Linked DNA regions of Pan troglodytes: regions 2, 3 and 4 are each linked to region 1. The links are chromatin contacts, called in public Hi-C and HiChIP or PLAC-seq maps. All regions are on one chromosome and are shown on one strand. Each heading gives the region's core, a stretch centred on a gene start, on an enhancer-like site or on the middle of the called end of the contact. The rest is flanking DNA. Distances are from core to core; before and after follow the strand shown. Region 1 holds the start of PLXNB1 (plexin B1). Region 2 holds the start of NME6 (NME/NM23 nucleoside diphosphate kinase 6). Region 3 holds the start of CDC25A (cell division cycle 25A). Region 4 holds the start of ZNF589 (zinc finger protein 589).

Region 1 (5,732 bases), core at 902-3,401:
GCAACTTACACAGACTTCAGCACAGACCAGATGCTCCCTGTATGGTGAACGAACCCCCATTTCACACCCAAGAAAACCCAACAAGTAGGGGAGATAGGGGGCCCACAATCCCTCCAAGCCACTTGGTCTCTCAAAGGGAACACATTGGCCCCACTTTTATTAATGACCAGGCCAGGGCAGACTGAAAAGGCTGATCTAGAACCAGACCTCACATCCCCAACTTACACAGCCAGGATCTCCTGCCCATTCCCAATATCTGAGGCCCTGCTCAGGCTCACAGCCAAAGCCTAACTCTGCCTGTGCCCAGTGCTCCCCCACACATGCCCTGGAGTCTCTTCTGGGCCCACCCTACTCTGAACCTTTTCAGGGGGCGCAAGACTGCCCAACTTCTGTCTGTAGAGCAAGCACCTCCCGGACCCCCGTGGAGCTGTCCTCGACAACAAAAGGGGCTCACAAACCCCGCCATTCCGCACCTGCAGAGGGGCCATAGGACAGCCCACATTTGCCTTGCCTGCCAGTTAGTGGGAAACCGGCCTTCCCGTTTCACCCTCCTGCTCAGCTCCCAGGGTTCACTACAGAGGTGAGTTATTCATTGACAGTGCAGTGGTGCCCGCTGCCCGCCCTGTTTTCTGTGTGTTGAGGAGGGGTGGGGAGATCCACCATTTACCAGGCACCTGCGATGACCCAAGGCGCTCATCGATCACCCACTTAATATGTCTGTGTGTGGAGAGGAGGGTACCCCCCACCCGCCCGGGGGTCAGGAGGCTCGAGGTCCGCCTTTGTCAGTCCCACCGGGAGCAGCCAGAAAGGGCTGTTACTACTGAGGGGAAGCCCCGACCTCCCCACTCGGCTCGTCCTTGACCCTCCCCAACCCCCAGACCCCGAGGCGAGGACCCCATCAGTGGCCCTGGGAGGGCGGGGAAGGGGCCGGCCGGTCCCCGGCGGCGACGGCGAGGAGGGGGCGCGGAGGAGCAGCTCCACCTCCTCAGTCTCCCAATCGCGTTCCAGGCGGAGTCGCCAGAGTTTCCCTTCGCGCGGAGAAGTGTGGTCCCAACTCTCAAAACCAAAGCCGCCCACCACTCACCCAGGCCGCCCCTGCCCGGCGGGATCGGGGCCCCGGCCCGTTCCACCTCGGGAGCCCCGTTCCTCGCCGCCCTGGCCCCGAGCCCCGCACTCACCACCCGGCCGGGCCCCGCGGGATGTGCGCGCCGAGGCGGGCGCCGGCCGCTCCGGGCTCGGGCTCCGCGCGCAGCGGCCTCTCCCCGGGTCTGGCGGAGCCGCAGCTGTTACCCGGAGACCGAGGGGCGGAAAACTGCGCCCGCTGCCCGCCCCTCCCGCGCGGCGCTGCCACCGCCGGGAACAAAGGAGACAAAGCCGCGTCGGCCGGGCTCGGCTCCGCTCCTTCCCCCTCGCCTGCTGGGCTGCCCTCCCCCCGCCCGCCGCCCGGGCCAGGCCGGAAGCAGCCCGGAGAGCCGGGCGCGCGGCCCCGAACCGCCCGGGACCCCGCATTCCAGCCCCGCGGGCTCCGCATCGGCCGAGGGCTGGGGACCCGACCCCTCCCGCACGGGGGAGGGCGGGGGCGGGCTGCACCGCGGCGGTCGCCATGGCAACGCGGGTCGCCCGGAGGGGTGAGGAGTGAACCCCGGGAGCCAGAGCCGACCCGCCCCGTCGGCCTCACCTGCTCGCCTCCTTGGAACCGGAACTGGGAACTTTCCTGGTTGCCAGGAGCCGAGGCGGGGGGTCGCGCTCCGCACCCGCAGGTGCTGGTGGAACAGCGTCCCGGCCTCTTCCCGCCCGTCCAGAGCCGGGTAGCACCCGGGTCCCTCACCAGCCCGACCCGTTCTCCTGCCAGCGCCCGGCCTCGCCCCGCGCCCGGAGCTCCCTTTCCCTTCCTTACCCGGCTCCGGTGGTTATCCTCCCCAACTTTCTTTACCTGAACTCCAAGGCGCCTTGTTTCTCCCCTGCGCACCTGGCCCTGCCCACCGCCCCTGCTCCCAGTACTCCCCAACAGCCAATCCCTCCTTCCGGCCCCCACCTCTGGCTGTTTGAGAAGAGCATGGGCTTTGGACCTGGGCTTGCGCCATCAACTAAACCATGTAACCTGACACCAACCCCCCCAGCCTATTTGCTCACCAGTAAGTGGGGGTGATCCCACCTCTAGCGGGGCTGTGAAGGCAGGGAACCTGGGCTGCAGAGGCGCACAAGCAAGGGCTCACTTCCTTCCTTTCTTCCCAGCCCAGGACCCAGACCTGGACCCACCCCAAGCTGAGAAGCGTTGGGCAAGTCTGGGCTCCCTCACTGGCAAACACCTGGGCCTTCTGCGGGAGGAAACGCTGGCAGAAAGGTTCTCTCCTGGGGACCATTTGTACCCTGTGCAGGGCCCTTCACACCCTGGCATGCCCACGGCTAACTCAGGAGCCAGAACCTGGCCCTTCCTATTAGGACTTTTGGAGGACTTTGGCTCAAAGCCATTGGCACAGCTTCCTGGGAGGCAAAAATGTCACAGGCATCATCTGAAAGCCTCCAAGGCCTCCACAGGCTAGGGGAGCCTCAATCAGGAGGTTCAGGTCATCCACACTGGCTACTGCCCTAGAGCTAGAGACACCCTCTTCCCACCTCCCACCAGCTATCAAGGGTCTCCTGTCAGGTCACCCCTTTTCCTCCACTCCCACTTCCAGCACCTGAGTCCAGGTGCTTAGCACCTTGTCTGCACCAACATAGCAAACCCTCCCTGGATCCTTCACCCTTAGCCTCTGACCTCAGACTGCCAACCTGGCACCCCGGGCCTGTGACCTCATTCTGCACAACTCCCCCACACCCATCACCACCCCAGCCAGGACAGTCTGCCCCAGTCCCTCACCCACTTTGGCTTTCCTGCCTATGTAGCTTGTAGCAGCCCCCTCCACATGCACAGAATCCCTCCCTCCCCAAATCCATTCATCCAAGCACACACTTCAGGACCTATCTCACCCCAGAGGAAACTGGGACTTCCAAACCCCACAACCCCCTTCATCTGTACACAGATACGCTACCTCCTGCCCTACAAGGAATGTGAACACTCTAAGCACAGGGGTCTTTCCATCCCATGCCATTCTGGAGAGCCATTACTCGCGAAGGATAGATTGACTGAGGGACCAGGTGCTGAGAACCTGGGGTTGGGGGCATTTGGGCCATGCTCACTGCCCAAGACTGAACACAGGCTCCAAGAAGAAAGTATGCCTTATGGGAAACACTCCTGACTCCACAGGCTCTGAGAGCTCTGCACAGGCACCAGTGAACGAGTCCCCACCTGCAGCCCCCCTGCATATAGCTACCCTGCGCTCCCAAAGGGGAGTGGGTTCTCTGGAATGTGCCTGACTTCCAATACTCCAACACCAGGACTGAATACCAGCCCAAAGCTCCTGTTTACTCAGGGCACACAAGGCCACCCATGGCCATTTAGTCGAGGTCAAGGGTCACTGTTCCCCTCTGAAAAGAGATCATACATATGCCCCACTGCACCTCCCACCTGTGGGAGACCCCCCCCCTCCCTATCACTGCCTCTCCATGCACACTCCCGGTGTCCTGAGCTCTGCCTATGCCTGTGGAAGATATCCCCGGGCTGTCTGTGGGTGTGCACCCAGCCCCTGTGGCACATCAGTGCTGCCCAAAGCACTCTCTGTACCAGGGATCCAGACTGGCCACCAATCCCTATACTTATGTCCCCAGCAACATTTATCAACCATTCTCCCAATCTCCCTTCCCTGCTCTCCTCTGATCACTCCTCCAGTACTAGAACCAGGAAGTTCTCCCCCATATGGTAGAGAAAGTGATCCAGGAGATGGGAAGCAACCATGGTCATGAAATGAGTAGGCAGCAGGCTAGGTTCCACTCACTGGAACTCCCAGGCCATCTGACACTGGACAGTCAGGTAACTGGAGGGCAGGCCAGGAAATCCAAAATGAAAATCTAGGCCTCAGGAGTGCATCCATAACAGTTCAGAAAAGAGGACAGAGAGGAGATGAGAGAGGAACTAAAGGGGGTGACTACCCCAACTCCAGGCCCAACCTTCAAGTCTTGGATCTTGATTCTTAATGAAAAAAACTCAGTCTGATTGTTTTAAATAATAAAACTCAGGATATTTTAATTGGACATTAGCACAAAGTTTTGATAATTGATGTAAATGAACCTGGTCTACAAAGCGAAGCGTGCCTGCTGGTGAGCCACACAGATACTGCTCCTTCAGATTGAGGTTGTACACGCCCCCAAAGGCTCGCTTCATTGCTACGATTCTCTACTTAAATCCACATTCACAGCTATTGCCTCAGACCCTCTGGAGGAGGGGCCAGGGGTTAGCTGGCTTTGAATAGCATGTAGAGCACAGGCAGTGTGGCCACAAATGTCACACAGGTGACCAGGGTGCTATAGATGGTGTTCCTGTTGACTTGGGCTTCTAGTCTCTGCTCCGTGTCTGACAGTGCCAAGATCATGCTCCCCTGCTCCAGCAAGGAGCTGGGCATAGCCCCGTCTGCTGGTTCCACCAGGCCTGGGTGTGCTGCAGACTTTACAAGCTGAACCACCCCAGCCATTTGGCTACAAGTCTTTTCTAGGCCATCAAGCTGCTCTCGTAAGCCTTCTAGACATGAATGGACTTGCCTGGAATGACTAAGCTGCTCTTTCAAGGCAGCTGAAAGGACATCTACATCTCTGTCTCTGGTCGGGGGAGTACCTGCCTGTGACCCAGAGTCCTGCCCTGGCCCAGCAGCATGTACCAGGCCCCTCAAGTCCACCATGAGATTGTGGAGGTCCCTCTGCTGGCGGGAGTAGCTAGACGCCTGTTCTCGAATGGCCTCTTGGAGACTCACAGGCCCCTTCTGTGCCTCCAGGAGTAAAGCCTTCAGCTCCTGTAGTCGCACACGGTTCACATAGGTGGAGCCAGCCACACCAATCAGGGCCCCCAGGACTGAGCCAATGAGGGACCAGTTCTTGGTCCTCTCAGCCCTTGTGCGCTCCTTCTCATGACTTTCCCGCACAGCTGCAGAGAAGAGGGAGAACTTCTCTCGCTCAGAGTCTTCTGCACGCAGATAGGCTGTGCGAAGCCTCTTCTCCTCCTGCAGAAGCAAAGCCATGTTATTGGATTACATGGGCACAAGGTGGCCCTGCAGCTATAGCCACCAGCAGATGGCTCACTACCTTGTGCCTGGCAGAGTACATGTTCCATAGACCCATGCTGAATGAATGAAGGTAGCACCAACCTGGCTGGGTCAGAAGGGCAAAGGAATTGGGAGTGATCAAAGTGAGTTGCATGATCGTCCCACCTGAGCAGTCCTGGGTTTGATCAGAGGTGCACTTATGTCTACACAAAGGGAAGTGTCCAGCACTCCCTAGGCCAGCCCCTCCATAGTTCTCCTTCCTCAGCATTCTGAGTCCCAGGCTACGCTGCCCTGAAGAGTTGGCCCCAGTACTCCAGAAGAAAGTATATGGATAGACTCTGGAAGCTTGGGGTTCTGTCCATCCATGGGAGCTTCTGGCTCACCTCTGTACCAGGCCTCTGACTACAGACCAGTCAGGGTTCCCACCCGGCCCCTCCATGATCTGCCAGGCTAGTGTCACTGTCCAGGTGCGAAAGGGCTGCCTCCTGAGGTGCCTACCTGCAGCATCCTGTGCTCGAGAGTAGCCAGTTCCAAGTACTGACTGTCCTCCCTGGAGACACGGTCCAAGCGGTCCCTCACCTCCTTCAGCTTGGCCTGGTG
Region 2 (5,326 bases), core at 854-3,353, 130 kb before region 1:
ACCAACTTCTGGCAATTTTCCCTACCTAATATATCTCAAAACCCATACCATTCTCCCATCCTCAACTGCTACCACCATAACTCTAAGACATCATCATTCCCCTCTGGACATCTTGACAGCCTCTTCTTTGGTCTCCCAGTTTCTGTCCTGCCAACCTCTACAATCTCCACACAGCAGCCAAAGTGAACCACACATGAAAATCTAATCATATGGTTCCCCTCCTTAACCCTTTAAAGGGCACCCTGTTCTTAGAATAAAAACCAAAATCCTTATCACGGCCTCCCAGGCTCTGCATGATCTTGTGGTTCCCCACGTACCTCTCTAGCCTCATCTGGAACCCCACACTCCGTAAGTTTCTCTAGCTCCAACCTCATGGGCCTTTCAGTTTTGAAAGACTTTCTGGCTTGACAGCCTTTGTGTGAGTAGTTTTCGCAGTCCTGAATGTGCTTTCTCTGATTGCCTCCTGCCCACCTTAGTGATCTTAGCTCACTTCCCGTTACACTTTCTCACAGCTCCTTGCAAGTTCCCTTCAGTTCCGTCTTCACCACCAGAAGGTGTAAGCAGTACCTAGCACACAGCTGGCTCTTAACAGTATCTGAATGAACCAACGAATGCACCTCATCCAGCCATTCCAAGGCCAGGCTGCTAGGGGTTCTCGTGGCAAGAACACGCGGCCTGTAGGGAGGACATAGTTCCTTTACTAACGCAGCTAAGTTGTGGCTGTCTTGACTCTTGGTTTACAACAAACTGACAAGTCGAGAATCCTGTTAGACTTAAAGGTGACTCCATGAGAATTAAAAATTTTAGGCAGGGCGCGGTGTCTCACGCCTGTAATCCCAGCACTTTGAAAGACCGAGGCGGGCGGATCACGAAGTCAGGAGATCAAGACCATCCTGGCCAACATGGTGAAAGCCCGTCTCTACTAAAAATACAAAAAAATTAGCCAGGCGTAACGGCGCGCGCCTACAGTCACAGCTACTAGGGAGGCTGAGGCAGGAGCATTGCTTGAACTCTGGAGGAGGAGGCTGCAGTGAGCCGAGATCGCGCCACTGCACTCCAGCCTGGCGACAGAACCAGACTCCGTCTCCAAAACAAAAAAAAAAGTAAAGCTGTCGGTACACTGCCCCCCCCAGCACTCGAGGGGGCCACCACTCGCTTCCTGGAGGGCGGCGGCCCAGCCCTGGTCCACCCACGCGCGGCCGGGACCTGCGCCCCTACCCCTGTGGCCACGCCCTCCAGCCCCCCGGGCTCACGGCCTCAACTCTCGACCCAGCCCCCTACTTCTCTAGGCCTGCAACCGCGCAGCCCTCACCCCTCGTACCCGGGGCCTAAGCCCACCCCAGATTCTGGGTCATTCGGAGCCCCAGTGCAGCAGAAGTCCGGCTGCGGGTTCACCTTGTCCTCCGGCACAGGGCCCGGCCACCAGGCGCCACGCTGGATAGCCTGCGGCCCTCGCGGGGTCCTTCAGGCGCTCCCTGGGCAGCCCTGCTCGGGGTCCTAGTCCGGTTGCGCCGCGGCGTGGGGCGAGGTGTGAGTTGCCCTGGAGGGTGGCGGGTTTTCCAGGCGCATGCATTTGCCGCGGACGGGACGAGAGGATGAAGCCGTTCTGGGCGCCGGAACTCGCTTGTGGGAACCGCCCCTCGGAAGCCGGCCTGGGCGCCCTCGGCGGGAGGGAGTGCTGGGCCGGGTGCTGGCGCAGCGCTACGCAGGGTGGCGGAACCCAGAGGACCGGACGGGCTCGTTCAGGGTGGCGGCCCGGCGGGGGCGATGCCCGCCAGCAGAGACACCGATGGAAACCTTGCCCAGTTATTTTCTTTGCCTAGGGTAGTTCCTGGAACATGGTTGATGCCCAGTATTTGTCAAAAGTACGCGGAGGGCAAAGAACTTAAGCGCTCGATAGCGAAGGCACAGGCCCTTCAAAGTCTTTTGAGCTCTGAGCGATACATTAGCATGAAGGATCGTAGCTAATATGGGGGTTGATGAAGGAGGATCCTTGGCTGGAGCCCAGGTGTGCATAGGGCATGAGGAAAGCAAGTCATAACGGCCTTTCACGTGTCATTAGGAATCTGGGCAGCAGGGTGTGGTTTGGGTTACTCTGGAGTCTATTGAAGCAGCCCAGGGTGAGGAGATGAGAACTGGGGGTATTCCTGGTGTGTACTGTGATGTATGGAGAGGATGGGGACAGGGAGAATGGATCGGGGGTCAACTGTGGCAGGTGACCAGAAACTTGGTGACAGATTGAATAAAGATGGTTAAAAAAAAAAAAAAGTGTTTTGGTTTCTTGGGTTTTTTTTTTTTTTTTTTTGAGGGAAATCACTGAGAATGAGAAGAATGAAAATAAACGATAACTGTCATCAATGTAAAGACTTCCTTGCACATTTAACTGACTTCAGTGTCTGCCTACACAGGTATTGCCCTCTTGGAAGGTTTATCCCCAACTCATGGCTTCTGTCTCTGCAGCAATAAGAAGCCACTTCCCAATAGTTTCCTGATACCCAGTCACCTTTGGGAACTTCTGAGGAAAGTTCTTCCAGTCTCTCCGCAGACCCTTGCATCTCTTCTCTTTTTGTTTAGACCCTTGATCACCACCCGCTATTCTAACCTTAACTCCTCTGCTACTCAGTTCCAATCCTAACCCAAGCCCTAGTCCCTAAATTTATAATCCTTTAATCCTAGACCTGGTCTCTAGATCCTGAGCCCTTGATGCTTATTTTCTAACCTCCTAATCCCAACCTCAAATCCCTAAACCTCAACCCATGAATTCTGACCTCTGATTCTCAAACCCCAGGCCCCCAACCCTGACTCCAAAAATGACAACCCATTACTTCTCCCTACACGGAATCACTGACGGAGTTGTAGCAACTGAATCTGCAGTAGGCCAAAGGACCCAGTGAGTTAGCCAGCAAACTACTCTAAATAAAAGATATGGTGGATAACAGCAAGCCTAAACAAATCTTCCTCAAAGATGAGCAACACAAGTCCCAGTCATTATGACAATACCTCTGTATCTCAACAAAGGGGCTTAAATCAGCAAGTCATCCCAGCCCCTGAAGGAAGAGAACAGTCCTTGTAAGTTGCAAAGCTCTCAGAGGACATGGGTGGCTCAGTAAAGCCCCTGTTCTAGGACACAGCAAAAGAAGCAACACAATAACCACCATGGCCCAGTAGATGAGGGCCACAGCCAGCATCGCCACCCCTGAGTCTGCCTTCCCAGTATGATCATCAGGACTTCAGAAGTCCCAGCAAACCAGTTAAACAGAAGACAAGAACCTTATGTGAAGCCAAATTCCAGACAACTGATATAGATGGCATTCCAGAATCTGCAGCATTCCAGCATGCAACAAACTGCAATAAGTGACACAGATCTCTCCCCGACAGACACCTTATGAGAAGCAAGGGGGAAAAAATGCTCCAATAAAATGGAATCCCAGAATCTCTTCACCATCCCACCCTCAAACCCCTCCCCATTGCCAGGATGCTATGGCATAAGAGGCAAAGGACAATTCACAGTAGTAATAAAAAACATTTACTAAACACTTAGAAACAGTACTGACCAGGTGCCTCATTCAATGCTACGCTTATGTGAATTCTGTATGTATACTGTACTTAGATACAATTTTTTAAAAATTGATACTGCTAAAGCCTTGCTTAGATGGAAATTTGTAGCCTAAAATACATATATTAGAAAAGAAGAAAGACTGGAAATTCAGTAAGCCTCCACCTCAACAAGTTAGAAAAAGAGGAACAGAGCCTCAGAAACCTGTGACACATCATCAAGCATATAATTTGTTATTATTATTTATTATTATTATTTTGAGACAGAGTCTCACTCTGTTGCCCAGGCTGGAGTGCAATGGCGTGATCTTGGCTCACTGCAATCTCTGCCTCCCGAGTTCAAGCGATTCTCCTGCCTCAGCCTCCCAAGTAGCTGGGATTACAGGCACCTGCCACCACGCCTGGCTGATTTTTGTATTTTCAGTAGAGATGGGGTTTCACCATGCTGGCCAGGCTGGTCTTGAACTCCTGACCTCAGGCGATGGATCGCCCGCCTCGGCCTCCCAAAGTGCTGGAATTACAGGCATGAGCCACTGCGCCTGGCTGTTATTATTTATTATTAACTATTGCTTTATGCAATTGTCTTTTAAATCATATAGGAGAATAAAAGATTTACAAACAAAACCATATATTTATACTGTCTTTAACTGTGTAGTTACCTCTACCAGTTCTCTTTATTTCCCCTTGTGGATTTAAGTGTCCTTTCGCTTCAGCCTAAAGTATTCCCTTTAGTATTTCCTGCAGGGTGGATCTGCTGGAGACAAATTATTTCGATTTTTATTAGTTTTGTTGGTCATCTTACTTTCTCCTTCATTTCTTTTTTTTTCTTTTCTTTTCTTTTTTTCTTTCTTTTTTTTTTTTTTGAGATGGAGTTTTGCTCTTGTTGCCCACACTGGAGTGCAATGGTGCAATCTTGGCTCACTGCAACCTCTGCCTCCTAGGTTCAAGCAATTCTCCTGCCTCAGCCTCCCAAGCAGCTGGGATTACGGGCATGCAACACCACACCCAGCTAATTTTGTAATTATATTTAGTAGAGAGGGTTTCATTGTGTTGGCCAGGCTGGTCTTGAACTTCTGACCTCAGATGATCCACCCGCCTCAGCCTCCCTAAGTGCTGGGATTACAGGAGTGAGTCACCACTCTTCTTCATTTCTGAAGGATTTTCTTTATGGATATAGAATTCTTGGCTGATTTTTTTTTCTGTTAGCACTTTGAATATGTTATCCTACTGCTTTCTGGCCTCCATGATTTCTGACGAGAAACTAGATGTTAATCTTACTGAGGATCATTTGTACTTAATGATTTGCTTCTCTTTTGCTGCTTTCAAAATTCTCTCTTGGTCTTTGGCTTTTGACAGAGATTATGATGTGTATAGGTGTGGATTTCTTTGAGTTTGTCCTACTTGGAGTTTGCTGAGTTGCTTGGATGCATATGTTAACATTCTTTGAAAAATTTGAGATATTTTCAGCCATTATTTCTTCAAATATCTTTCTGCCCTTTTCTTTCTTCCTTCTCCTTCCTGGACTACCATTATCTTTATGTTGTTATGCTTAATTACATCCCACAGGCTTCCAGGGCTCTGTTCCTTTTTCTTTCTGCTCCTCACACTGTTTAATGTCAATCTTTCTTCAAGTTCACTTGTTCTTTCTTCTACCGGTTCAACTTTGCTATTGAGCCTCTCTAGTGAATTTGTCACTTTAGTTATTGTACTTATCACCTCAAGAAAGTTATATTTAAAAAAATAATTTCTTTATGATGTTCTCTACTTGTTC
Region 3 (5,408 bases), core at 2,779-5,278, 250 kb before region 1:
ACAGAACACCAAAATTATAGCTAAAATAAAGGAGAAAAAGTTCTGAAAATTGCTGACACAAACTATTCATTCTTGAGATTCCAGAGTGTTTCTAGGCACAGGTAAATCCAGGGCTCCAGTCCAGTGTATGAAGAACTTCATTTAAATAAGGTATTTAAGTTTAGACACGTTTTTTCTACGTATAAACATTTGAAAGCAGTGAATACGTACTTTTCTTTACTGTCCAATGGCCCAGGAGAATCTAGACAGAAACCTATGGGGAAAAAAAAACCTCTCAAGAAATAATACAAAAAACACCATTTTGTCATTAAAATTAAAACACTAAACAAAGTACCTGGGTCTTTATTTAAGTCAGGCAACAAATATTCATGGCTTGTACTTTTGCCAGAATTGATGTTACGTCTATTAGATTGTCAAAAATGTCATGTTTGTACAAGTCTTAATATTTTCATAGTGTATTTACTGTTTTTTCTCCTATTTGCAAATAACATCAAGGGAAATAGGATTTGAGAAGAGGGTGAATAAAACTGATTCATATCATGATTGTTTGGTTATTCAGATAGAGGTGACCCAGATAACTTTCTGTGAGTTCCAACCATAGAAACAATAGGTACCAGATTTTCTTGGCATAGTTTTTAAACGTTTTACCTTGTCAAATCATATGAGGCTTGAAAAATACAACTACTGACCAGGCACAGTGGCTCACACCTGTGATTCCAATACTTTGGGAGGCTGAGGCAGGCGGATGGCTTGAGGCCACAAGTTCAAAACAAGCCTGGGGCAACATAGCGAGACTTGACTCTACCAAAATTAAAAAAAAAATTAGTTGGGTGTGGTGGCACATGTCTGTAGTCCCAGCTACTTGGGGAGGCTGGAGTGGGAGGTTCGCTTGAGCTCGGAAAGTTGAAGCTACAGTGAACCCTGATTGCCTGATTGTGCCACTGTACACCAGCCTGAGATCTGGAAAACAGAGCAAGACCCTGTCTCAAAAAAAAAAAAAAAAAAAAAAGGCCAGGTGCAGTGGCTCACCCCTGTAATCTCAGCACTTTGGGAGGTCGAAGTGCGTGGATCACCTGAGATCAGAAGTTTGAGACCCACACCTGTAATTCCAGCTACTAGGGAAGCTGAGGCAGAAGAATTCTCTAAATCTGGGAGGCAGAGGTTGCCTGGGTGACAGAGTTGAGACCTTGTCTCAAAATGAAAAAGAAAAATACAACTACTGGTCATGACATGCAAGGCAAGCACTTGCTGCCTTTAACAAAATGACACCAAGGTGTCCATCTCACAAAAGGCAGCAGGGTGAAGGAGACACTGTTCAGCATTACTTATATGCCAGCTCAGATGACGCAGACCCACCCACCCATAGCTCATGTGTCTATGCAGCCTTATGGAAAGTGAGGTGTTACAGCCCTTGCTCACCACACTGCTACAAGTGATAATCCTATCCCCAGTTCTATATTAAATTACATTCTACATACAGAAGGCTACATTACATTTTAAGACTTGCTCTTGCAGTTCCTTTAACCTAAAGGATCTTTGCACCAATGGTCTTATCTGTACAAATACAGATAAACTCTGCAGTAATATGAATTCATGAAGAATGAAATGCACTGGCAATTTCCTCCATAGCAGCATCACTGAAATGATTTCATGACACTGTACTTCCAATCATTTGACCCTGTATTTTAACCAGTAAGATTGCCTGAATGCCACTTACAGTGGTATGGTGAATTATACTTTACTACCCATCCTTCAAGGGCAAGCACACACCACCTCCTTATAGACATTTGAAACCTATTTCCTTTCTTCATAAACAGCCACAAGGGCTCCTTTATATTGTTCTCAATAATGTTTATCACCGGGCGCGGTGGCTCACGCTGTAATCCCAGCACTTTGGGAGGCCAAGGAAGGCTGATCACCTGAGGTTGTGAGTTCGAGACCAGGCTGACCAACATGAAGAAACCCTGTCTCTACTAAAAAATACAAAATTAGCCGGGTGTGGTGGTGCTGCCTGTAATCCCAGCTACTCGGGAGGCTGAGGCAGGAGAATCACTTGAACCCGGGAGGTGGAGGTTACAGTGAGCTGAGATCATGCCATTGCACTCCAGCCTGGGCGACAAGAGCGAAACTCCGTCTCAAAAAAAAAAAAAAAAAAAAAGTTTATCACCCAATGCCATGACTTCCTCAAGTTCTCACCAAAACTAACCTCCTGGGTGAAAAGGCATGTTTCAGGAAATTCAGAGTATTGCTCCCCACACAGCAGACTTAAATACCTGAATCTGTTGACTCGGACGAGCCCATTCTCTGCAGATTACTGTTGTTCTTCACCTCCAGTGGTTGCTCATAATCACTGAAACCAACAGAAATAAACCATGAATGATTTATAGGATATAATTAAAAGGTCACATGCAGGAGATAGGCCATGAGATTAAGAAGCAGCCAGGCTGCCAGAAACCATTTCTAGGCCACACCACAAGTGGCAAAGATCCCACTTTGCCACTCTGAACACCCAATTAGCACTTGGGCAAAGGAGAAAAAAGGAGTGGGTGGGCATGGCCTTGGACCACATTGCAGGTTATGATGGCTATGGCAAATGTTGGGGTATTTCCTAAAATAAAAGCATGTGTTCTAAGTACTGAGACAGAGTCGGGATGAAAGTTGAACAGGACACTTTGTGCTTTTCAGAAGTTGGGAAACGCACAAGACATGTGCTTAGCAAACGGGATGCCAGAGATTGAAGGGAAAGTAGCTCTTCCGCGGGAAACACCGTGGGATGCATTTTTTGCTATCAGGAAAAGCCCAGGAAGCTTTCTGAAAGTTGGGTAAAAAGACCTGGCCTTAGGAAAGCAGCAGAGTGGACATCAGGAATGTGCACAGGGCGAGGGACTGAGATGATTTTACATAAACGCCAGGAAAGAAAATGCCATGGTCCTTTGTTGAGAAGGAACAAAGATCACAGCAAACTAAGATCCTGAGGATGGTTTAGCAAAGGGTGAAAGTGAGTGCCTAGAAGAGCCTGATTTTCCCCGCGGGGGTAGATTCCAAAGAGCTTCCAGGGATAGAGATAGAAGGAGAGTACGGAGCAATCCGAAAGGGGTGAAGGTGGGCCTGGCTCGGGCTTAGGCCCGAGGATCTCCACCTCTTCCCCTGGGAGGTCCGGACGGCCTCTCCCGCCCAACATTCCGCCCAGGCGGGGGTGCACATGGCAGGCCCTAGCCCGGCTGTCCCCGAGCGGCGAACCCGGACGGACGGGTCTCGCCCTTCTCCCGGTCCGTTTCCTGGCCTGATCTCCCCGAGGCCGACACCGAGGCCAGGGGCCTGGAGCACCGCCCGCCGGTCTCTCCTTACCTGCCCAGCCCCTGCAGCTGGTCCATAGTGACGGTCAGGTTGGTGACAGGCGACAGTCCCCCGGCGGCTGAAGTGCCAAATAGCGCCTTCACGACGGGCTGCGACGCGGGAGGGGGGCTGCAGGCGAAGAGCAGGCGGCGGCGGTGCGGGGGCTCCGGGCCCAGTTCCATGGCGGCGCCCGGCCTCGCAGAGCTCCCGCTCCCTCTTCCTCTGCCTCCGCCGCGACCGCCCCGCCCCGCCGACACCGGCCTCGGCCGCGCGCCACCGGCGCCCGCGGGTCAAACACAAACACGACTCCGCGGTTCAGGGACGCGGCTGCCGCGGGCAAGCGGCGCGGCCGGGCGGGTGTGCGGACCCTCCAGGCGCCAGCCACCAGCCACAGGCACGGGTGCTTCCCTCTCACACCGCGAGGCCAGCGGGCGGGCGGGCGCCGGCAACCTTAAGATTAAATCCAAACAAACGTGGCGGGTCGGCAAGAGAAGGCGGGCGAGAGCCTCGAGGCAACGGCCCAGGCTCACGCTGTCTTCGCTGTTCTCCCACCCGCTTGCCCAGCTCCGGGTAGCAGAAAACCGAGCCGACCTACACCTCTTACCCAGGCTGTCGCAGCCAGGCCGGCCTTTCGCGGTAATAGCGGCTCAGTGGGGGCAGCTGCTGCCCCGCCCCCCTTTCCTAGTTGGCGCCAAACGGAATCCACCAATCAGTAAGCAACTTCTCCTCCTCGCAACCGAAAGGCAGCTAGGCTGGGCCAATGAGAGGGGAAGAAGAAAGCGGCTCGCGGGACTCTGCCAGGTCATCGGCTCTCAGAAGGGGGCGGAGCCCAGAGCAGAAGAGCGCGGATCAAAATGAGAGGGGGATCAGAGGTCAATGAAAACTCCCAGCAGAACCTGCGAGGCGCTGCTCGCGGCTGAAAGGCCCCTTTGCCCCGTCGCATGCTGGGAAGCGTAGTTCCCATCGCGAGCTGCCGTCCAGTTAGCTTCGGCCCCCGTTGGGCCTCCGCTACCTCGCCCCCAGCCGGGCGCCCCACACTCTGAGGCAATGTGGAGGCTAAGGAAGACCTGTGGAGGTCTGGCCGGATCCAGCCTTGGCTCGGCCTCTAACCGTGCAGTATTGTGGACCCCTTTCTTCTGCCCCGGGCCTCCAGGCCCCATTTTATAATGAGGGAGGGAATGCAATGACCCCCAGGACTGGACTCGACCACCAGGGCCCAACTCTGGAGGGCTCACAGACCCTGGGTGCTGCTGGCCTCATGGGATTTGAACCCCGCAGTACAACCTGTGCTGTGGGCCTCAGCATTTTTTGCTCACTTCCATTCTAGCCCTTATTGGATGCTCTTAGAATCATTTCTTTCTTTCCCACCACTTCTTAGCCCCCTGGGAGCTCCTAGAGAGAAATAACAGCAAACACAATAATAGCAAATAATAGCTAAAGTTTACATAATGCTTATGCACTTGACACTGTTCCCAGTGTGTTAATCTGTATTAATTCATTTAATCTTTACAACTCTGTGACATAGGAATTATCCCTATTTTCTAAGTGGGCATATTTACTTTTACAGCGCCGCACCTGTGGCAGCTCCTAGACGGATTTTGAGGGCCATAAGTGCATGATTTAATTGCAACCTACTGCTGGGCTTAGTGGCTCACGCCTATCATCCCAGCACTTTGGGAGGGCGAGGTGGGAGGATTGCCTGAGCCCACGAATTTGAGACCAGCCTGGGCAACAAAGTGAGACACCCCCTGCCCCCCACTCAAAAAAAAAAAAAAAAACCCTACAGTTTGAAAAGCCATGCTGGACAGGTGGAAACCCCAAACCTTTGGCCCCAACACCAGACCCTTCACAGTGAGGAACCTCTCTCTCAGGATTCATCTCCTTTTCTGTGCACCAGTGCTCCACCACCCAGGAACCTCCCTTCCCTCCAGAAACCCCAGGCTATTTAGGCCTCTCTGCACAGTTCACATGGTCTGTGGTCCCACTGTTTCAAATAGTTCTCTCTGTCGTATCTCTGAATACTTTCCTCTCCTCCTGTGTTTTATGTGGTTTTAATACTTGGCTCAACAGGC
Region 4 (5,614 bases), core at 937-3,436, 190 kb before region 1:
TCCATCTCAAAAAAAAAAAAAAAAAGAGTAATTCATGCAGAGCCGGCTGTGCGGAAGACCAGAGTTTTATTATTACTCAAATCAGTTTCCTCAAAAACTCAGAGATCAAAATTTTTAAGGATAATTTGGTGGGAAGGGGGCCAGTGAATCAGGGTGCTGATTGGTTGGCTCGGGATGAAATCATAAGGAGTTGAAGCTGTTCTCTTAGGCTGAGTCAGTTCCTAGGTGGTGGCCACAAAACTGGTTGGCAGTTCCAGCTGGGGCCGTTCAGTTGTCAGAAATGCAAAAATCTGAAAAGACATCTCAAAAGGCCAATCTTAGGTTCACAATAGTGATGTTATCTTTAAGAGTAATTGAGGGCTGGGCGTGGTGGCTCACGCCTGGAATCCTACCACTTTGGGAGGCCAAGGTGGGCGGCTCACCTAGGTCAGGAGTTTGAGACCAGCCTGACCAACATGGAGAAACCCCGTCCTTACTAAAAATACAAAATTAGCCGGGCGTGGTGGCGCATGCCTGTAATTCCAGTTACTCGGGAGGCCGAGGCAGGAGAATTGCTTGAACTCGGGAGGAGGAGGTTGCAGTGAGCCGAGATCGCACCATTGCACTCCAGCCTGGGCTCAAAAAAAAAAAAAAAAAAAAAAAAACCAACCAAAAAAAAAAAAGAATCCAAAAATATTAGCGGGGTATGGTGGTGCGTGCTTGTAATCCCGGTTACTCAGGAGGTTGAGGCAGGAGAATCGCTTGAACCCAGGAGAGGGAGGTTGCAGTGAGCCGAGATGGCACCACTGCACTCCAGCATGGGCGACAGAGTGAGACTCCGTGTCCTTTTCCCTAAAAAAAAAAAAAAAGAGTAATTGGGGAAGTTGTGCTTCAAAAGAGTAATTGGGGAAGTTGTGCGTCTTAGGGCCTCTGGAATAATGGCTGGTAATATTTAGAATTCCAGCCCTTCTCATCCTACTTTGGTGGCTGGTGGCCTTTCATTCATTTTACAAGAACAGTTTAGCCCTTGGGAAGGGCTATTATTTAAGCTATAAACTGAATTCCTTCCCAAGGCTACTTTGGCCTATGCCCAGAAGTGGACAAAGACAGTTTAGAGGTTGAAAGGAAGATGAGGTGGGTTAGATCTGATATCTTTTACTGTCATTGATAAGGCTCCGATGACTGGAGGAACACCAGGGTCCTTGGTCTCTGATAGGCTTAATAACACAGACACACGTGGAGTGGTTTTAAGGAGCGAAAAGTTTAATAGGCAAGAAAGAAGGAAGGAAGACGAAAACAGCTCCCCCATACAGAGACAGAGGGAGCGGGGATTCCAACAAAGAGAAAGCGCCGTGTGCGGAAAAGTGGCTGCTTATCTGAGGATGCTGGAGGAGGCGGTGTCTGGTTTCCATAGGGCTCAGGGGATTAGTTTGATCAGATGTGTCATTTATGTGGCAGCCAAAAACCTGGCCCTCCCACCCTAGCTTTTTAATATGCAAATGTAGGGCTCCATGAAGTTCTACACACGTGGGAATATGTGGGGGGTGGCCATGTTGCCAGGCACATGTCAGGGCAAAGAAAAGGACGGCGGGAATCGCCATGTTTGGGTGCGTCCAGTTTCTAATGGCCTGCATTTCCATATCAAAGCTTGCCATCCTGCTCTAGGAGCCCAGGCTTTCCTGCTAGACAAGAAACCTTTCTGGAGCTGCTTTAAAAGAAACAAAAACTTCCCAAGGACCCCTTTCCTTCTCTATCTGCTTAAAATAATTTCTTAATAACTCCTATAACATCATAATTTCCTTAGGTATAATTTTGCAAAGGCGGTTTCAAAAGCTCTTTGGGGTCCTCAGTAATTTTTAAGAGTGTAAAAGGATTTTAACAACAAGTTTGCGAACCACTGTCCTTGAGAAGCTCTCCATGGATGCGCATGAGTCTGTCCAATTGGAGTCCTGGTGTATTTCTACATTAGATACCACACAGCAGTGAACACACAATGAACAGGTCAACACGTGTCATTATAGAACTGCGCAAAAGAGCTAGTATTTATATAATGTTTACAACCATGGAAAACAACACTATATTTTGCTTATGGGTACCTGTGGTAAGCACAACCCCAAATATTGCGGCCGAGGGGGACCTAGAAGGTCAAAGTGCGCCTCAGCATTTTCTCTCGCCCTGCACAAGCCGCATTCCGCCCCGAGAACTACGCTTCCCGGCAGGCTGCGCGCCGCGCGGTGACGCACTTCACCCAGTCCTGCTTCTTTCTTCTGGCGCCGCCAGTGGCCCGCGGTGCGCATTATAATCCGTTTCACACACGGTGCTGCTACCTCGTTTGCTTCGTGCGTGCGTGCGCAGATGTGGGCCCCGCGGGAGCAGCTACTGGGCTGGGCTGCGGAAGGTGAGTCGGGGCCGCGAGACCGCCTCCCCCATTCGGTGCTCCAGCCGCAGGCGCCGCGCAGGCGTCGGCCGTATCCACCAGGGATGCGCGTGGGGTGCGAGCTGTGTGAGGCGCTGACTACCCCTACAGCGGCTCTTACTCCCCTGGGGGGCCAGGTTCCTCCCTAGGTGTCCCGTACAGTCTCCACGGTGCTCACTCCACGACTCTTCACCGGGCATCCTGCACTTGTGCACTCCGGCAGTCATTGGCCATAAATGGCTGCTGAGCATTTGAGAGGTGTGGAGTGCAACTGAAGAACAGCATTTTGTATTATTATATTATATCATATTTATTTTGAGACGGAGTCTCGCTCTGTCGCCCAGGCTGGAGTGCAGTGGCGCGATCTCCGTTCACTGCAATCTCCGTCTCCCGGGTTCAAGCAGTTCTCTGCCTCAGCCTGCCGAGCAGCTGGGATTACAGGCGCCCTCCACCACGCCTGGCTAATTTTTGTATTTTTAGTAGAGACGGGGATTTCACCATGTTGGCCAGGCTGGTTTTGAACTCCAGGCCTCGTGATCCGCCCACCTCGGCCTCCCAAAGTGCTGGGATTACAGGCGTGAGCCACCGCGCCCGGAGTATATTATATTTTTATATTTTTTGAGTCGGTCCGGAGTGCAGTGGCGGGATCTAGGCTCACTGCAGCCTCCGCTTTCCCAGGCTCAAGTGATTCTCGTGCCTCAGCTTCCGGAGTAGCTGGGATTACAGGCGGCGCCTCACCACCCCGGCTGTTGTATTTTTAGTAGAGAGGGGATTTCGCCATATTTGCCAGGCTGGTCTCGAACTCCTGGCCTCAAGCAATCCACCCACCTTGGCCTCCCACAATGTTGGGATTACGGGTGTTAGCCACCCCACCCGGCCCAAAAGACTTTTTTTTTGGAGACAGAGTCTTGCTCTGTAGCCCAGGCTGGAGTGCAGTGGGCGATCTCTGCTCACTGCAACCTCTTTCTCCCAGGTTCCAGCGATTCTCCTGCCTCAGCCTACCAAGCGGCTGGAATTACAGGGACACGCCACCACGCCTGGCTATTTTTTTGTATTTTTAGTAGAGACGGGGTTTCATCATGTTGGCCAGGCCGGTCTTGAACTCCTGACCCCAGATGATCCACCTGCCTCGGCCTCCCAAAGTGTTGGGATTACAGGTGTGAGCTACCACACCCGGCCCCAAATGACTTTGGATGTAACAACAGGAACAGTCTAGAACAGGGCTGGGCAGACTTTTTTCTGTTTGGTTTTTTTAGAAACAGGGTCTCCCTATGTTGCCCAGGCTGGTCTCCAACTCCTGGGCTCAAGGGATCCTCCCGCCTCGGTCTCCCAAAGTGCTAAGATTATAGGCGTGAGCCACTGCACCTGGTCTTGCAAACATTTTCTTTTAAGGGCCAGGTGGTAAATGTTTCAGGCTTTGTAGGCCACACGGTCTTTGTTACGACTAGTGGTCTGCTGTTGTGTGAAAGCAGCCAAAGACCATAGGTAAACGAATGAGCATTGCCGTGTTCCAATAAAACTTTCTTTATAGACATTGAAATTTGAATTTCGGCTGAGTGCAGTGGCTCACGCCTGTAATCCCAGCACTTTGGGAGGCCAAGGCAGGAGGATCTCTTGAGCCCAGGAGTTCAAGACCAGCCTGGTCAACATGGCAACACCCCATCTCTACTTTAAAAATAAAATAAAATAAAATAAAATAAGCTGGGTGTGGTGCCGTACACCTGTAATCCCAGCTACTCTGAGGCTGAGGCGCAAGAATTGCTTGAACCTTGGAGGCAGAGATTTCAGTGAGCCGAGATCGCATGACTGCACTCCAGCTTGGGTAACAGAATGAGACTCTAAAAAAAAAAAAGGAAATTTGAATTTCATATATAATTTTCATTATTATGAAATATTCTGTTTCTGATTTTTTTTTCAGCCAATTAAAAATGTAAAAACTGGCCCAGCATGGTGGCTCACGCCTGTAATCCCAGCACTTTGGAAGGCTGAGGCTAGGATCACTTGAGCCCAGAAGTTTGAGACCAGCCTGGGCAACATAGTGAGACTTCATCTTTGTGTTAAAATTTTTTTTTTCTGAAGTAAAGACTATTCTTAGCCTTTGGGTGGTCTAACAACAGGTGGCAGGCTGGATTTGGCTTGTGTGTAGTTTGACAAGCCATTGTTCAGCATGTAGCTGTTTGTCCTGTGTGGCAGCCCTTGTGCCTCCTTCCATCCACTCTTTGAGGGTGGTGGGCTTTGTCTCTGCCTACTGTGCCAAGACCAGTTCAATTGGATAGCAAAGCTAAAGAAAGTAAAGACAATGGACCGGGCGCGGTGACTCATGTTTGTAATCACAGCACTTTGGGAGGCTGAGGCGGGTAGATCACCTGAGGTCAGGAGTTCGAGACCAGCCTGGCCAACATAGTGAACCTCTGTCTCTACTAAAAATACAAAAATAGCTGGGCTTGGTGGTGCGCGCTTGTAATCCCAGCTACTCAGAAGGCTGAGGCAGGAGGTGGAGGTTGCAGTGAGCTTAGATCGCGCCACTGTATTCTAGCCTGGGCACCAAGAGTGAAAGTCTGTCTCAAAAAAAAAAAAAAAGACAGTAACACTAAGTTGAACTTTAGAAGGAGAATAACTTTTCCCTCTTGTCATGAGTGGCAAAGAAGATGTTTTGTGGTCACAGAGCTAGAAAGGTTCTTTGACTTGCCTAAGTGCTTCCCAGATGTGTCCAACATGGGTGGAGGCACATTGTGAGGTCCTGGAGTGTGCCTGTGATTCAGCACCTGTTCCCTTTTTGGAGGACTTATTTGCCTCTCTGAAGGATTTGCCTGTGAGTGGTCTCATGCTGGGGAGAGGCACCTAAGGAGTCAGGGCAGAGTCAGGACTCAGGAGGTAGGATCCCTTAGTTCAGCTGTGTGAGGTTACTGTGTGTCCCTCATTTTTTTCCCACCTGCTCAGTGGGATCAGAACCACCTGTCCCTCTGGAAGGGAGAGGCTTAGATGGTCTTTTTTGCTGAAAAGACTGAGGAGCTGCCTCCTTGCCTTGTGCTTTGCTCAGATGTAGCCACTGGGAGTGGCCAAATAATGGTACTCAGTTTTTCTTCTTCTAAAACTTTAGAACTTGAAATAGTAAGATTGCTTTGTTTTCCTCCTGAGTTTAGTCAGGAAAACAGTAACTTGGAAAATTACCCCAGACAGTTATCAAACAAGACTATAATTTTTTATATATATTTTTTA

Evidence for each region. Hi-C and Micro-C count contacts between places; a contact is called where the count stands out from the background. HiChIP or PLAC-seq counts read pairs in DNA pulled down with a chosen protein or histone mark.
Region 2: a Hi-C map of stem cell-derived neural progenitor cells shows a contact between it and region 1, with 4 times the contacts expected there. The contact joins the promoter of NME6 here to the promoter of PLXNB1 in region 1. A contact is called at or near these places in 1 of 7 Hi-C or Micro-C datasets (stem cell-derived neural progenitor cells) and 1 of 1 datasets of contacts at active chromatin or transcription factors (stem cell-derived excitatory neurons).
Region 3: a contact with region 1 is called in an H3K4me3 HiChIP or PLAC-seq map of stem cell-derived excitatory neurons, with 2.7 times the contacts expected there. The contact joins the promoter of CDC25A here to the promoter of PLXNB1 in region 1. A contact is called at or near these places in 1 of 7 Hi-C or Micro-C datasets (stem cell-derived neural progenitor cells) and 1 of 1 datasets of contacts at active chromatin or transcription factors (stem cell-derived excitatory neurons).
Region 4: an H3K4me3 HiChIP or PLAC-seq map of stem cell-derived excitatory neurons shows a contact between it and region 1, with 8 times the contacts expected there. The contact joins the promoter of ZNF589 here to the promoter of PLXNB1 in region 1. A contact is called at or near these places in 3 of 7 Hi-C or Micro-C datasets (induced pluripotent stem cells and stem cell-derived neural progenitor cells), 1 of 1 datasets of contacts at active chromatin or transcription factors (stem cell-derived excitatory neurons) and 1 of 1 other capture datasets (stem cell-derived neural stem cells).

The regions. Positions count from the first base shown.
Region 1 is chr2:52,457,113-52,462,844 of NHGRI_mPanTro3-v2.0_pri, forward strand. PLXNB1 (plexin B1) reads right to left here and starts at 2,152. Exons shown (of 38, transcript XM_016941029.4): 1 at 2,134-2,152. It overlaps CCDC51 (coiled-coil domain containing 51), which reads right to left. Exons shown (of 4, transcript XM_001156597.6): 3 at 5,631-5,732; 4 at 4,094-5,090. The coding sequence ends at 4,332.
Region 2 is chr2:52,323,801-52,329,126 of NHGRI_mPanTro3-v2.0_pri, forward strand. NME6 (NME/NM23 nucleoside diphosphate kinase 6) reads right to left here and starts at 2,104. Exons shown (of 6, transcript XM_016941020.4): 1 at 1,396-2,104.
Region 3 is chr2:52,205,319-52,210,726 of NHGRI_mPanTro3-v2.0_pri, forward strand. It overlaps CDC25A (cell division cycle 25A), which reads right to left and starts at 4,029. Exons shown (of 16, transcript XM_009445387.5): 1 at 3,941-4,029; 2 at 3,349-3,786; 3 at 2,274-2,350; 4 at 211-253. The coding sequence starts at 3,518.
Region 4 is chr2:52,262,633-52,268,246 of NHGRI_mPanTro3-v2.0_pri, forward strand. It overlaps ZNF589 (zinc finger protein 589), which reads left to right and starts at 2,187. Exons shown (of 4, transcript XM_516434.9): 1 at 2,187-2,377. The coding sequence starts at 2,335.